Regions from separate parts of the Mus musculus genome. Here all the other regions are linked to region 4. The links are chromatin contacts, called in public ChIA-PET, HiChIP or PLAC-seq and promoter capture Hi-C maps. All regions are on one chromosome and are shown on one strand. Each heading gives the region's core, a stretch centred on a gene start, on an enhancer-like site or on the middle of the called end of the contact. The rest is flanking DNA. Distances are from core to core; before and after follow the strand shown. Region 1 overlaps Slain2 (SLAIN motif family, member 2). Region 2 holds the start of Txk (TXK tyrosine kinase). Region 3 holds the start of Tec (tec protein tyrosine kinase). Region 4 holds the start of Fryl (FRY like transcription coactivator).

Region 1 (3,178 bases), core at 391-2,890, 280 kb before region 4:
GAGTTCCTGCATTTTCCTGTCTTACCCTCCTTAGGAAGGGGGAGGGGTATTTGGTTGGTTGGCTTTTCCACTTAAGTTGTCATTTTAGTTTCTGTATGCGATTATATGTGTGCACGTGCCGAAGCATGATCGTGGAGGCAGAGGAGACTGTGAGGAGTCAGTCCTCTCCTTCCCCCGTGGGCGCCAGCATCAGACAGATCATCAGGCTTGGCCTCTCCTCCTTCAAACGAGCTGTGTGAGTGAGCTTATGGTTTTATCCAATGGCCTTGTGCAGTCATCCAGTCTCTCCCGAGTTCTTGGACTAGGGTACATATAGTAAAAGCTCTTCGTGCTGGCTCGCAGTTAGGTCACAGAGGCCTTTTAGGAGTCGTCGTAACTGCTCTGTGCTGCGGGTGGGACCATGCTCAGTGCTAAGCTGCTCTTCTTCTGCATCTCAGCTGTTATTGACCCTAACAGAGGAGAGCGCTGCTCTAAGTTCTTTATCTTTAAAACCTCCATGTGCTTTTCCAGGAAACCTATTTCTCCTCATCCCATTTAAACTGTGTGTACCTTTGAGCCTAGGTAAGAGTCCGTGTGATATCCCTCCTGCTGGTTCAGGCATCAATTTCTCTGGACATAGGTGCTTCCTGGCCTGCCTTCCTGTTTTCTTGTTCCTTGGTGTGTTTCATGATTATGCAGTGGATGGCAGACAGTGTGGAAGTTTACATCTTTCTGTGATGGATATTGTTAATCTTCTTTTAAATATTGTTGGAGTTTATTAAGTAATTGTATTTCTTACAAATCAGTTTAAACCTTCATAGTAGAAATGGATTATTTTCTCAGAGACCAGCTTCTAACAACTTTCGGTTTGTCCACCTACTATACTTAAAAACAGTGACAGGCTGTGGTTAAATGAATGAGTATGTTCTAATGTAACCCTATTCACAAACACAGTGTATTTACCCCCATGGACAGCAGCTGTGGACACAGTTATTCAGAAGTTTCTTTTATAAGTTTTGTTAGAGGAGATTTGTGGCATCCTTTTTTTCTAGCACTAGGTGTCCCATCCCATGTAGGTGTCATTCCCTCCCCACCCTCTAGTTAAGGCTTGATTGTTTTAGAGTATCTCCAGGCTGCTTTGACATCTCTTTGATTTGGCAAGGACTCTCCCATAGCTGGTTGAAACTCAGGAACAGCACTTTGTGTGAGCTCTGCCGGCTGTTCAATTTACAGGGCTGCACTCCTTTGTCCACATGCACGGAATTTCATTCTGGATATACTCAGCCCAGTGTTTAGCTGAAGGTTCAGCCAGACCCCAAGCCGAGTTCTGAAGGTCTTCTAAGCAGCTCTCTCCTCTAAAACACAGTATCTCTCAGATTTCTGATTTCGTCTTTTCTGCTCACCAAAATAAGGTTGGCCTGCTTGATATACACTCTGCTGAAAGAATGTGTTCAGAAGAACAACAAAAAGCCCCAGGGCTTCAGAACTGGTTCGTTTCATATCAGACTCTCAGACCCAACATTCCAAACACCCTTCCTGCAAAATCACTGCACTGAATGGCTAAGTACTTTTCTAAACATTTCATGGACCGTCCAGGCTTAGAGGAGTCTAGTAGCAGGCTGATCTCCTTTCAGTCCTATTCAAGCTTGGTTTCAGGCTGGCTTCTCTGGCTTTTCATCTTAGAGCTTCCAGTCAGTGTTGGCAGGGAGGGTGTGGCTGAGCAGGCAGAGCCGCTTACATCCCCAACCCCCATGGATGAGTTAGCGCCATCTACATTCAGAGCTGTGTCCCTGCCTTGTTCGATCCTCTGTGGAAACACTCTCACAAACACACTAGCAGTCTGCTTCACTAACCATAAGCACGGGATGCAGTGAGCTTGATAATCAGAACTGATCACCTCTTTTCTGCCCTCCATTACTACAGTAGACTTGCTGTGCTCTGCTGTACAGATGGGTTACAGAAGTGGAGCAAACAGAATAGTATAAGATGGCCCACGCCTGTGCCTCAAGCTTTCTCGCGACTGCACCCTCCTGAAACGAAGGCAGTTGATGGAGAATAATGTTAGCTTTCTGCCTCTGCTCCACACACACCCTCCACCCTGCCTTATCCCCAAGGTCCTGTGAAGGCTATCCATGGCCTTCTGAGGACACTTAAAACCCTTTCAGAGGAGACATATTCAAACAAGAAGCAGAAAAGGGTGAGCATGCACCCCAAGAGATCTAAACTTCATCTCAGAGGGACCTATTACAATAATAAAATGTATTTGAATCCTGTCTTCTCTGAGAAAGCAATGAAGATTGGACATTTCATTGTATCTATCTGGCATTTGTTTAATATAAACACATATTTCATAGTAGACTTGGCATTCTGTGACTTCATAGGCCTTTTGATAGGCTCCTGGAGTGCACACACATGTGTGTCAGAACAACTTTGAGGAAGTGTCTCCTTTGCCATGGATTTCAGGGATCCAGATCAGGTTGTCAAGTGTGTGGCATGCACTGTTGTGCACTGAGTTATCTTGGTGCTTCTGGAGCTGACTTTTATAATAGTAATAACTGTTAATTCCTGACCTCTAGTTACACCATGATAAGTAGCTTTGAGACTCTAGTCATTAGATTTTTATTCACATGTATATCCAACCCTTACGTTGACCTTTAGAATGTCCTCGTGTGGGCCTACTTAGTTCCTACAGTGAGACATAATCCTGGGTGACTAAAGTTACTGATAATTGTGTTATCCGTGCATACAACACATGGAGGCAATGGTATGGTGGGAAGGTCAGAGGACAGCTTTGTCAAGTCCTACCTTTATGTTGGTGCCTTAGATTGACCTTGGATCTCTAAGTATACATGGCAAGCACCTTTTACCACTGAGCCGTCTTCCTGGTCCCTGTGGTGCTGCACTCGCACCCCCTTCCTCTTGGGGGATCCAGGGTACCCTGGTTAATGTACTTCTTTCAGAGACATTTTGTCACCCTCTGAGGTAACCTTTTTTCTGTTAGCCCAGAAAGGTTCTTTATTTGAGGCTCATACTATAGATCTCCTAGTGCTCGGTCATCGTGGGTAACAAACAGTGCTTTGACTGGTACTTGGTTCCCTCCGAAAACACTGGCTTTCCTTTGCTGTTCCGCATACAGTACCTTCTCCAGGCAAATTCCGCTCCCCTGCAGCACCGTCTCCATTGGCTCTTCGGCAACCAG
Region 2 (3,442 bases), core at 472-2,971, 500 kb before region 4:
CTTAGCTGCTGTACTGGGATCTTGCCATCTAAGTAAATGTCTGAGTTTGCTCTCACGGTAACTTAGCTGCCAAACACACTGGCAATTCCAACACTTCACAAATGTAACCTCACTGGAGGAGTGTCTTGGACCCTGTTCAGAGGCCACCATCATTCCTTTATGATCAAAACCCCACTCTATACAACTACCTCCTCTTCCCTTCCAGCAGCCTGTGACTCCAGGTCACCATGGCAGCCCCTTGAACAGTCAATGTGTTTGGCGCATACAAATAAGCATCCTTAAGTTTAAAACACCCTGGAGGGCACTTGGTGGTGCCTTGTCAATGGCGAATACTCATTATTTCACGCAGAAGAAAATGGAGTGGTTTAGCTATGGCTCATGGCAGAAGGACACAGACAGACAGACAGACAGACAGACACTGGATGGTACAGGGACATTGCATTAAAACCATTCCTCCCCCCCCAGGCCACGGGGAAATCTAAGACCCCATAGATAAGTAGTCTCCCACTTCATCCCTAGACAGCCTCTGCATCTACTTGCCTTACACGTAGCTGAGCCTTTCCTGTCATAACACATGGCCTTCCTTCCCCTGGTTCTGATCTCATGAGAAACAATCAAAGCCTTTAAAAGTCCATATTCTGCATCTGCTCAACATTATTCTGCCCTTGGGGAGGTGGGGACTCGTGACAATTCTTTGTATCTTTTTCTGTCTTGAGCTGCTTGGCCTATTTCTGATAACAAGAAACCTTTTTGTTGCTGTTGCTGTTGTTGTTGTTATTGTCTTGTTTTGTTCTTAGTGAATCAAACTGTAAATCATATTCAGGAAGGCACAACAAAAATAGCATTTGATTATTTTTATAAATCCTACCAATGTCTGGAGGTCCTAATAACGTGCTGTGGCTTAAAGAGATATGTAAAATTCGGTCAGTTTTTTCCTACTGCCAGCTAAAAATAAATCAGAATTCTGGCCTAATCTAGAATGACTAAGTTCTACTGATGTTTGATTCCCAGGGCATCTAGAATTAAAATCAGAGATCGTCTTTTTTTTTTCCTTTCCTAAACCCCTATACATAATTAGCCTCTCTTGAGTCTTAACTGTGGAGTGCTTCCAAAAATCGTCTTGAAGTCTTTCAAAGCAACTCTCAGATTAGTTGATGTGCTTGCCAGCTTTGCCCACTGTTTACTTGTGACGGCTATAGGAGGAGGCAGAAAGGGAGCGCTCACACTGTAGACTTGTTCATCCAACCGAGGTGCCAATGGGAACCTGTCAAAGCTGAGGCTAAACCAGAAAAGTCTGATCTCTTCACCCTCAACTCTGAGTTCATTATCATTCAAAAAACAAACATATCCCATCACACTGACCGAATTTCCACACATGCTAAGTACACAACTTTTTTTTTTTTTGCTATTGTCATCTGTATTCTCAATTCTCAAGTATATAATTTTATCAAGAGGCAGTGGACATTTAACTAAGCCACAAAATCCTGTCACTACATCTGAAGAAATCATCTTTAGGATTTCACAAATTCCTTGTTTTAGCAAAACCCACTCCTAGGGGTCACCAGTAGGCAACACACCCATAAACACGCTGTGACATTAAATGGTAAAGCCCATCTTACTCACAAGAGGACAGGATCATGGCGACCCTGCTTGCTGGCCATACACAGAAGCCTTGGTTCTTCAGCTCTGTTCCACTCACGGTAACACATCTTTCAACTGAAAGCATAGTTGTTGGCCTGTGACGTTTCTCACAGGCAAAGTTTACCCCACCTAATTTCCTGTTCTGAAAACCTCAAGAGTGTGTGAATGACAACCCAGTGGCCTACATAAGAAACTTCAGAGCTCTGTATCCAGATCTGAAGTGTTAGCACTTCCTTATACCTACGCTGTGGGTGTGTCTAGAAAACACTTTGAAGAAATCACAGAATTTCGGTAAAAGGGGCCTTCATAGTAGTCAACTTAAACTGTCTTCCCTGTGCTGATACTGGAATAAAGGACCATACAAGAAGAAATTTTACTTACTGGAGGGCTCATAGTGGTACAGGGAAAATCGACTTCTAGGATCATGAATATCCAAACTAGGATGTTTGGCCCTCTGATTTAGGACTGACTCTAAAGACTTGGTTTGGGATTAGGGGAGAATCTAAAGATCTGTTTTAAAAACTGGCTGAAGCTAGGTGTGGTGGCAAAAGTCTTTAATCCCAGCACTCTGGGAGGCAGAGGCGAGTGAGTTCAAGGCCAGCCTGGTCTACATAGAGTTCCAGGACAGCCAGGGTTACATAGAGAAACCTTGACAGACAGAGAGAAAGACAGAGACAGAGAGACAGACAGAGATACAGACAGAGACAGGAGAGGCAGAGAGACAGACAGACAGACAGACAGAGACAGAGAGACAGAAAGACAGGGACAGAGAAAAGAAAAGATTTAGCCTCAGCTTTGACAGGTTCCCATTGGCACCTCGGTTGGATGAACAAGTCTACAGCGTGAGCGCTCCCTTTCATTTGTTCTGTTTTCCCATAGGAAGCATTTGTATGGGCTATGGAAATGGCTCAGTGAGCAAAGTGTTTGACACTGAAGTATAAGGACCCAAGTTCAGAGCCAGAAAAGTTACATAATTGACAAGAGAGCACGGTCTCCCACCAGTAAACCAAGTGCTTGGGAGATGGAGACAAGAGATCCTGAGGGCAAACTGGCTAGCTAGACCAGCCAAATCAGCCAGCTCTGAGTTCAATGAGAGATTCTACCTCACTACACAAGGTGGAAAGCAATCGAAGAAAACACACAGCATCAACTCTAGCCCCCATATGCACACAGGCACATATGCACACATACACACATGTATCCTGCCCCCTGAGACCTACATGTGATAAGAAAGAGTATTTCAAATTGTTCACACAGGAACTCAACCTTCTTGTAACTTTCCTGAGCACACCCTGGTTCCTTTCACAGCTCATCCAGATAAAAGGAGAAGATAGGTGGGGCCTATCTTAGCAATAATAGTAAGGCATGCCTGCATATCACCAGCTGCTTGAAGGAGTTGATTAAAAAGTGTGTATGGTTTTGTGATGTGGGGAGTTGGAAGGAATATGGCACATTATGATGAGAATATTTCATTTTTTTATCCATTATAAAAGGAATGAGCTTAGCCTTCGGCCCAACCTTCAATATGGCGGCACAGACTCTTAACCAAATCGGTGGTTCTCCATGGTCAGAGGGAAGTCAGCAGCCAGCTCCAGTCTGTGTGCTCACCACATGCTCCAGGGTGGGAGGGATTACAGGGGCTACTGATATGGGAAGGGGGAGCTCTCAAATACCAAGAACAGTGTGTTGGATAGGAAATGGTTTCTACTGATGGGAACATGTGGGGCAACGGGCTACGCAGAGACAGCCTGGTCTCCAATCGAGCTTAGGTCTTGAACCTTGGTGGGACCCAGAGGGTGGT
Region 3 (3,311 bases), core at 703-3,202, 390 kb before region 4:
TTGTTTTTTCCAACAAATCTCTTCTAACAGCATAATCACATGGAATGAGATCATTTTCCCATGATCAGAAGTCAATTTCATTCCTTTCTTACAGACTTGAATGCCCCGCGAAGGACCTTAATGCTTGATACGAATTCAACTTCAAAGACTCTGCTTCACCTGCTGCTCACTGGACGAGAGCAGAGCTTCTACGGGCTCTGAACAGGGACAAAGTCCACAGACACTTACTGAGAATCCACAGGGGAGCCATCAGCAAGCTGAGTATCAACAAATGATCTTCCCCAGATGGGAGTGGAGGGAGTGGGGGGGGGGTGAAGTAAATGCCAAAATCTAGTAGGATGGGTGCAGGGAAGGAAGAGAGGCACCAACCAGGGCAGCCTGGAGAACCTGTAGGAAGAGGTGTGGTTAGAGGCCCTGGGTGCGGGGCGGGGAGGGGGGGGAGCGAGGGGGGGGATAGGGGGAGGCCAGGCATTCTTCAAGAACACAAATGTGCCAGTAATTGTCCACAGTATCTCCATCCTCCTTTAAGGATCAGCTGTAGGGAGAGAGGTTACACATAGCCCCAGCCCTGTCTGTAAACAAGACCACCTTGTTGTAAGGGAATCAAGAAAACAGTGTGGCAATGCTAAACCTTGCATTCCCACCCTAGATTCTTTCCAATCTAGAAAGAGAGGGAAACTCTAGGCCAAAGATCCATGTAGGGCAAAGGTATCGCCTACTAGAGCGCTTCACTGATTTGCATGTGTTTACAATACCTGTCCCCACACAATTCCACAAACCCGAAGGCACACACCCTTGTGGGAAGAACGAGGGTGATTTACATAGGCACCCTACAGAAAGCACCCCTGAGCTGGCAAGGAGAGGAATAGTGATCGGATTCATAAGTGTATGGCGAAAAGATAGGTCTGTCTTAAACAATGAAAATGTAACTGGACGACATGGATGTTTTCAAATACTTAATGTGTAAGTTTAGCCACAGCTCCCCCCAACCCCCGCCTCGCGGAAAAAAATCAAGCTCTTCCTTATTTTGAGTCTATAGACCACAGAGCTACAGTGTCGATCACTCAGCTATTAAATCCCAAATCTTACTTAGGAGACTCGATGCTTCCTCCTACCGCGCCTCGGCTCTGTAAAAGAATTATATAGACGGGAATAGGTTGTCAGAGTTTCCTTAGAGGAAAATGGGAACTCACTGGAAAAATGTAAAACCTCTGCTTAAAGCATGCAACTATTCTGTCTGGATAGGCTCCAAACCCACTTAACCAAGCCAGCCACCCAGTTGTCCCAATTTAACACTGCGATCAACTCTTCTAACCAAATATTCCACTTTCCAAAGATAAGCCCGAATGGGACCTGGTACACAGAAACATATTCGCCAACGACAGGAAAAAGTTAAGAAATGTCAGATCCAGGGGAAATTGCACAGTCTCGGGACAAGGTCCACGTAGTTTTTCCCACTTTGATTCTTCGAGTCCCTGTTTATCAAGATCCAGATACCACTTTCCAGAAGAGAAAAATAGCTAAAGAAGTACGTGCACCTGCTCGGGCACAAGCAACTGTGGACTGTCTTCCTGGATTCGAACTTTACCGCGGGACAAGCAGAAAGAAGAAAGGCCCCCTGCCGCTCAACTGGGAAAGGAACTCAATCGCGAGTCCTCTCGGCTCAGATACCAAGTCCAAAAGGGCTCAGATCTGCAGCCACCGGGGAAGGCGCGGCCATCAGGGGAGCGCACCTGTCCCTTCTTCCTGGCCCAAGGGGGACGGGCCTCTGACCTGACGCAGAGAGTCCGCTCTCACCTCCGTGAGAAGGGTAGAAAAATCCTCCCTAATCCCACTAAGGTCAGTCTCCCGCAGGTGGAGGCCAACTCCGTGAGCGCCGAGAGTCCCTTGGTTCTTACCTTGACGGAGCGCGTGCCGAGACAAGCCAAGACAGAGCGACGTCCAAACTGCGGAGCCCGGAGCTCGGCAAGCGCTGACCAAACCCATCGGCCACGCCCACCGCCCGGCTCCTCCCTGGCCCCGCCCCCTCGCCGCGCCGCCTCTGCCCTCCGCTGCCCACAGCGCCAGTGTCCCACCTTCCTTCCGCGATTTCAAAGCCAAAGGGAAGAATCGGAGCTCGCGGTCCTGCGGCCGAAGTTCCAGGGAGCGTCTCTTATCCAGACAGACGCGGCGTGGGGTCTCTCTAAGTCCGGACTTCCCATCCTAAGAGAACCGTCCAGAAAAATGCTCCTTCGTCCCCGGCTCGGAGAGCCGGTAGCAATAGCACTTGTGGGTGGCTAAGAACCGACCTCCACTTCCGCTTAGCCCCTCGCGGGCGAAACCGGATGATGCTGTGCTCTGGGGTGATAGAAGAATGGGTGGCTTGACTGACAAGCCTGAAGCATCAGAGCCTAGCATAGGGTCACCCACTTACATTATTACTGTTGATACACTAATAATGAAAACAACCTTCAAGTTATTCACTTTAAATACTGTAAAATTCTTAGACTCCAGGAAAGAACGTGCCGTTTGTCACCTAGCTAGCTAGCTAACTGAGAAGCTGTCCTGGAAAGGCTGGGGCTGTAGATCAGTGGTACAATGTTTGCTTAACATGCACAAGGCCCTGGGTTTGATTCCCTACTTTCAAGTCTAAGTTGTCTTTGATGGTAGTCTTGAGTCTTAGCCACTGTTATCTGATCTCATCCATCCTGTACTGTCAGACAGGCATGGTGGCCCACATATTTTATTCCAGCTGAGAGGGCAAAGGCAAGCCCATTTCTAAGCATTTAAGGCCAGTCTGGTAAACATAGTGGTTTCCAGGCCAGCCAGGGCAGGGATATGAGGACCTCTCAGAAGGAGAGAGACACAGGATAGGACTGTAATGTTCATAATAGTCCATGGGAATAAAAGACTGAGTTCGCCTTTGGGATGGAGAGAGAAATTAATTTGTAAAATGCTTGCTATGCCGAAGGTTGATCAGGTAGAGCCCATGTTTTTAAAAAAAAAAAAAAAGGAAAGAAAGAAAGAAAGAAAGAAAAAGGGAAGAGAAAGAAAGGAAGGAAGGAAGCTGTTTTTCACCTGTACTCCAGAGCTGGAGGCAGAACCAAGCATAGCTTGGCCAGTCAATCTAGCCCAACTGGCCAGCTCCGGGTTCCATGAAAGACTTTATCTCAAATAATATGGAAGAGAGCAATTGAGAAAGACACTTAGCCTCTGACCTCCACAGTGGAGCCTTTACATAGGGAGAAAACCAATATACCGGTAAGCAAAGAAACCATTTCACAGGTGAGAAATGTCTTGGCTGAAATAAACTGGGGTAATGAAAGAGAGAT
Region 4 (3,175 bases), core at 673-3,172:
ACTGTAACAGAGCACAAGGCAACCAGGATCAGCGGCTACATTTGAAAATAAGAAACAAAAATAAGACCAAAGAATCATAGGCCGGATGCTACTTCCTTGATAAGGCTGCAGCTTGCCGCCTCCAAGCGCTCTACAAACCATTGCTCAAGAAACTGTCAAAATGAAGGCTTATGAAAACATTCTTTTCTAAATAAGGACTCCAACAAGGGATGTGTTGTTTCTAGCTATGATTTCTGCTGCAAGTATTGACAAGTTCAACACCGGCAGAATGTTCACAGTGCAAAGACCTCTTATTTGATTCACCAATAGCAAGAGTGCCTGCCTGCAAGTAGTTACAATGCCTGCATTCAGTAGGGGAGATCAACTTTATGGAAGGCACCTGCTAGGCGGAACAGCAGTTTATAAAACCAACTTTTATTTCCATCAAAAGTTGTTCATTGTTCCCCCCCCCCCCCAATCCTACAGACCCTTCTACCCTCCTCGAAGAGCTTCTGTCGTGGAGTCCCGGTAATACTTTCCCTAGTTCAAAGGTTAAAGCACATTTAGTTCTGTCTGAAGCTCTAGCCCCTCAGCCATTCCCCCACCCGTTTATTTATTCTTTTATTAACACAGCAACCTGGGACTTATATCCTCGAAAGTCTACAAGCAAAGCGATTGTAGGTAATGAGGAACAAAGCTGGACTAGTAGTAAAGCATTCAGGCCCCAGATCGCCTTAGATATCGGCCTCTGCAGACGCAAGAAACGAGGCTCGGCCGGGCCGGGAGAACCTGCCGCCCGGAAGCAACAACTCCCATTAGAAGGCAAAGAAAAGTTGCACGGCTGAGCTCCGGACCGCGAGGAGCCAGCGCCGGTGTCTGCGAAGCCGGTGGCCCGGGCTGCACAGGCCCGGCGGCGGGCGGTGACTTTGGCGTCCGCCGGGCCGACCCCGGCTCCGGAAAGGCGCGGGTCCGGGGGTGCGCCGTCGCTTCAGGCGGAGTGGGCTCTGCGCCCAGGTCCGCACCCCTCCCAGCACCGCAAGCAGTGGGCGGAGAGACGCGGCGGAGGATCGCGGACAATGCCCGGCCGGGCCGGCAACCTCGGCGCGCAGCGCGAGCCCGCCGCCTCTCCTCCCGAGGCCGCCTGCCGGCACCTTCAGCCGGGTCGGATGATCAACCCAGCAGTAGCGCCTGCCGCCACCGCCCCGCCGCCCGCTTCCTCGCCGGGCGGTTCCCGGGTCGCGGTGAACCCGCGGCGTGCGAACCAAGCCGGCGCGCCGAGCGGCGCAGGGAGCGCGCTCAGGGCAGCCGGGCGCGCGGGAAGAGCGGAGCGAGCGTGGAGACGACGGCGCGCGACCAGGGCAGCCGGGAGCGCGGGGAGAGCCGGGCACGGGCCGGGAAGGAGGCGCGCAGCAGAGCGGGGCGCGCGGTGCTCCCCCACGGGTCTGCCGCAGCTCCGACGGGCTTTCGGTTGACCCCGGCTCAGTACCGCGCCCGCGTCCGTTAGGAGCCTCCCCAGTCGGCGCCGCAGCCGCCCATCCCGGTCCGCCTCCCTCGCGGCTCGCAGCAAGAAGGGCAGCCGGGCCAGGGCCGGGGACCCGGGATCCCACGGCCGACGGTCGGCGGGCATCCCGGATCCTACGGCCGACGGTCGGCGGGCATCCCGGATCCTGCCCCCGCGCTGGAAGAGAAAGTGAAATGAAGCGCCTTTCCCCAAACAGCACCTACCAGGTCCCCAGTCCCGTGCAGCTGCCTCGTTCCTCCAGCGCCGCCGGTCCCCGCCCTCGGGCCCCAGGCTCCGTTCTCTTTGACAATGGCGCGTCCCCTTTAAGGAATAATCCGATCGGGACCGATTCGTGGTTAAACCTCCCTCCGACTCTGATTTTAACCGGATTTCTGTCTCTCCCAGAGCCCGACGGGCGCCCGGCAGTGCTGCGAGCTCTGCCCACCCCTTCTCTGCCCCGCCCACCCACTCGCCTTCCTGATTGGCGAAGGATACTACACCAGGAACAGCGGTCCTCGCCCTCCACTGGCCGGCCTCCCCGCCGCTCAGAGTTTCCCCACCTTCGCCCCGCCCCCTCCCCCGGGTTGGACCTACCTCTAATCACTCTCGGTCCTCGCCTCCAACGTTGCTTTGGAGAACTGGCAGTCACGGCTCACCCTCCCGCCTCCGGAAAGCTAACTTTATTTTTATTGGTAGAAAGACATCTTCCTGTGCACCTGATTGGGTAAGAAAAGGCAAGTCTGCACGCCCCTTACCTTTTATCACTCTCCCTGGACGGCTGAAAGACAGTCGTAAAGTCTTCCCTATTTTGGCACCCTCAAAGCCTCTGTACCTTTAAATGTTGGTAGAGGTCGAGCACAAACAACCTATACTGAGGAAGGCGGGAAAGAGAGGTGGAAAGGATGCAAAAATCTTCAGATAAAAAGCACACCACAGCAGCTGCGGGATCCTGAGAGCCCAATCCTATTTCGTGAATGGAGTGAGAACACCTGAAATCCTAATACTGGCTCCTGAGAATTAATCAAGTTCACACTCCCTGTCTACTCTGCTCACATCCTTGACTTCCTGGCTTTACGCACCCGGAAGAATTAACGAAGGTGTCTTCAAACCCAGGGGTTTCCTTGTTTATCTTGCAATAGGACGTTCAGAAAAGCGTTAAGTTCTTCCCATTAGAAGTTCCGTTTAGGTCACGTCCTGTGTGTCATACTGGCATTTGCGCGGGACTATGCTATTTTTTATTATTTTTAAAAATTGTTTGGAAAGATTAAACATATATTCCTCTTTGCTGATATTCTCAAAGTTCCTCTTGTTACAAATGTGGACACCAGAGGGCTAGTCTTTGAAGGACAGTGGCACCTTTCCGGGGAAAGCACATCTACCCAAAGGAAGAGGGAGAAGTCTCGCCAGGAGAAACCTGAGTGGCAGAACCCTGCTCATTAAAGGAGAGGAATCCTGCGACAACCTCGGGATCTGCATTAACTTAGCACCAGGTTCCTACCCCAGATATAGGAAACGAAGGTTATTTCCAAAAAACCTGAGTGTGGTTATGGCTTTCGGACCCGCCAAGAAATAGTAAGGAACAGGTTAAGTGTTCTCTCTATTTTCTATGGTCTTTGATACTTTTGACGATCCTTTGACGACGTCAGAGGATCCCTACAGGTGCAGCAGTCACCTCCAGTAGTGCCAAGAAAGTGG

The links. Promoter capture Hi-C pulls out the DNA fragments that hold promoters and counts their contacts. ChIA-PET counts read pairs in DNA pulled down with a chosen protein or histone mark. HiChIP or PLAC-seq counts read pairs in DNA pulled down with a chosen protein or histone mark.
Region 1: a promoter capture Hi-C map of neural stem cells shows a contact between it and region 4. The contact joins the enhancer-like site here to the promoter of Fryl in region 4. A contact is called at or near these places in 8 of 39 promoter capture datasets (the 3T3-L1 cell line, cranial neural crest, embryonic stem cells and 4 more) and 3 of 115 datasets of contacts at active chromatin or transcription factors (embryonic limb bud, embryonic stem cells and stem cell-derived neural progenitor cells).
Region 2: a contact with region 4 is called in an RNA polymerase II ChIA-PET map of memory CD8 T cells, with 45 read pairs. The contact joins the promoter of Txk here to the promoter of Fryl in region 4. A contact is called at or near these places in 4 of 484 Hi-C or Micro-C datasets (CD8 T cells, natural killer cells, regulatory T cells and 1 more) and 3 of 115 datasets of contacts at active chromatin or transcription factors (memory CD8 T cells, regulatory T cells and thymic regulatory T cells).
Region 3: an H3K4me3 HiChIP or PLAC-seq map of embryonic stem cells shows a contact between it and region 4, with 10 read pairs. The contact joins the promoter of Tec here to the promoter of Fryl in region 4. A contact is called at or near these places in 1 of 39 promoter capture datasets (pre-B cells), 1 of 484 Hi-C or Micro-C datasets (B cells), 2 of 115 datasets of contacts at active chromatin or transcription factors (embryonic stem cells and memory CD8 T cells) and 2 of 9 other capture datasets (adipose tissue and liver).

Annotation. Positions count from the first base shown.
Region 1 is chr5:72,971,416-72,974,593 of GRCm38.p6, forward strand. Slain2 (SLAIN motif family, member 2) reads left to right here. Exons shown (of 8, transcript NM_001113423.2): 7 at 3,116-3,178. Among named protein-coding and RNA genes, the nearest start is that of Slc10a4, 34 kb to the right of the region's middle. Within about 2 kb of position 1,641, at least 19 of the 459 cell types and tissues checked have an H3K27ac peak or open chromatin away from gene starts, as enhancers often do. A contact at or near this core is called in neural stem cells, where this site is marked.
Region 2 is chr5:72,751,056-72,754,497 of GRCm38.p6, forward strand. Txk (TXK tyrosine kinase) reads right to left here and starts at 1,722. Exons shown (of 15, transcript NM_001122754.2): 1 at 1,624-1,722. The coding sequence starts at 1,639.
Region 3 is chr5:72,866,496-72,869,806 of GRCm38.p6, forward strand. Tec (tec protein tyrosine kinase) reads right to left here and starts at 1,953. Exons shown (of 19, transcript NM_001113460.2): 1 at 1,899-1,953.
Region 4 is chr5:73,254,696-73,257,870 of GRCm38.p6, forward strand. It overlaps Fryl (FRY like transcription coactivator), which reads right to left and starts at 1,923. Exons shown (of 63, transcript NM_028194.2): 1 at 1,705-1,923.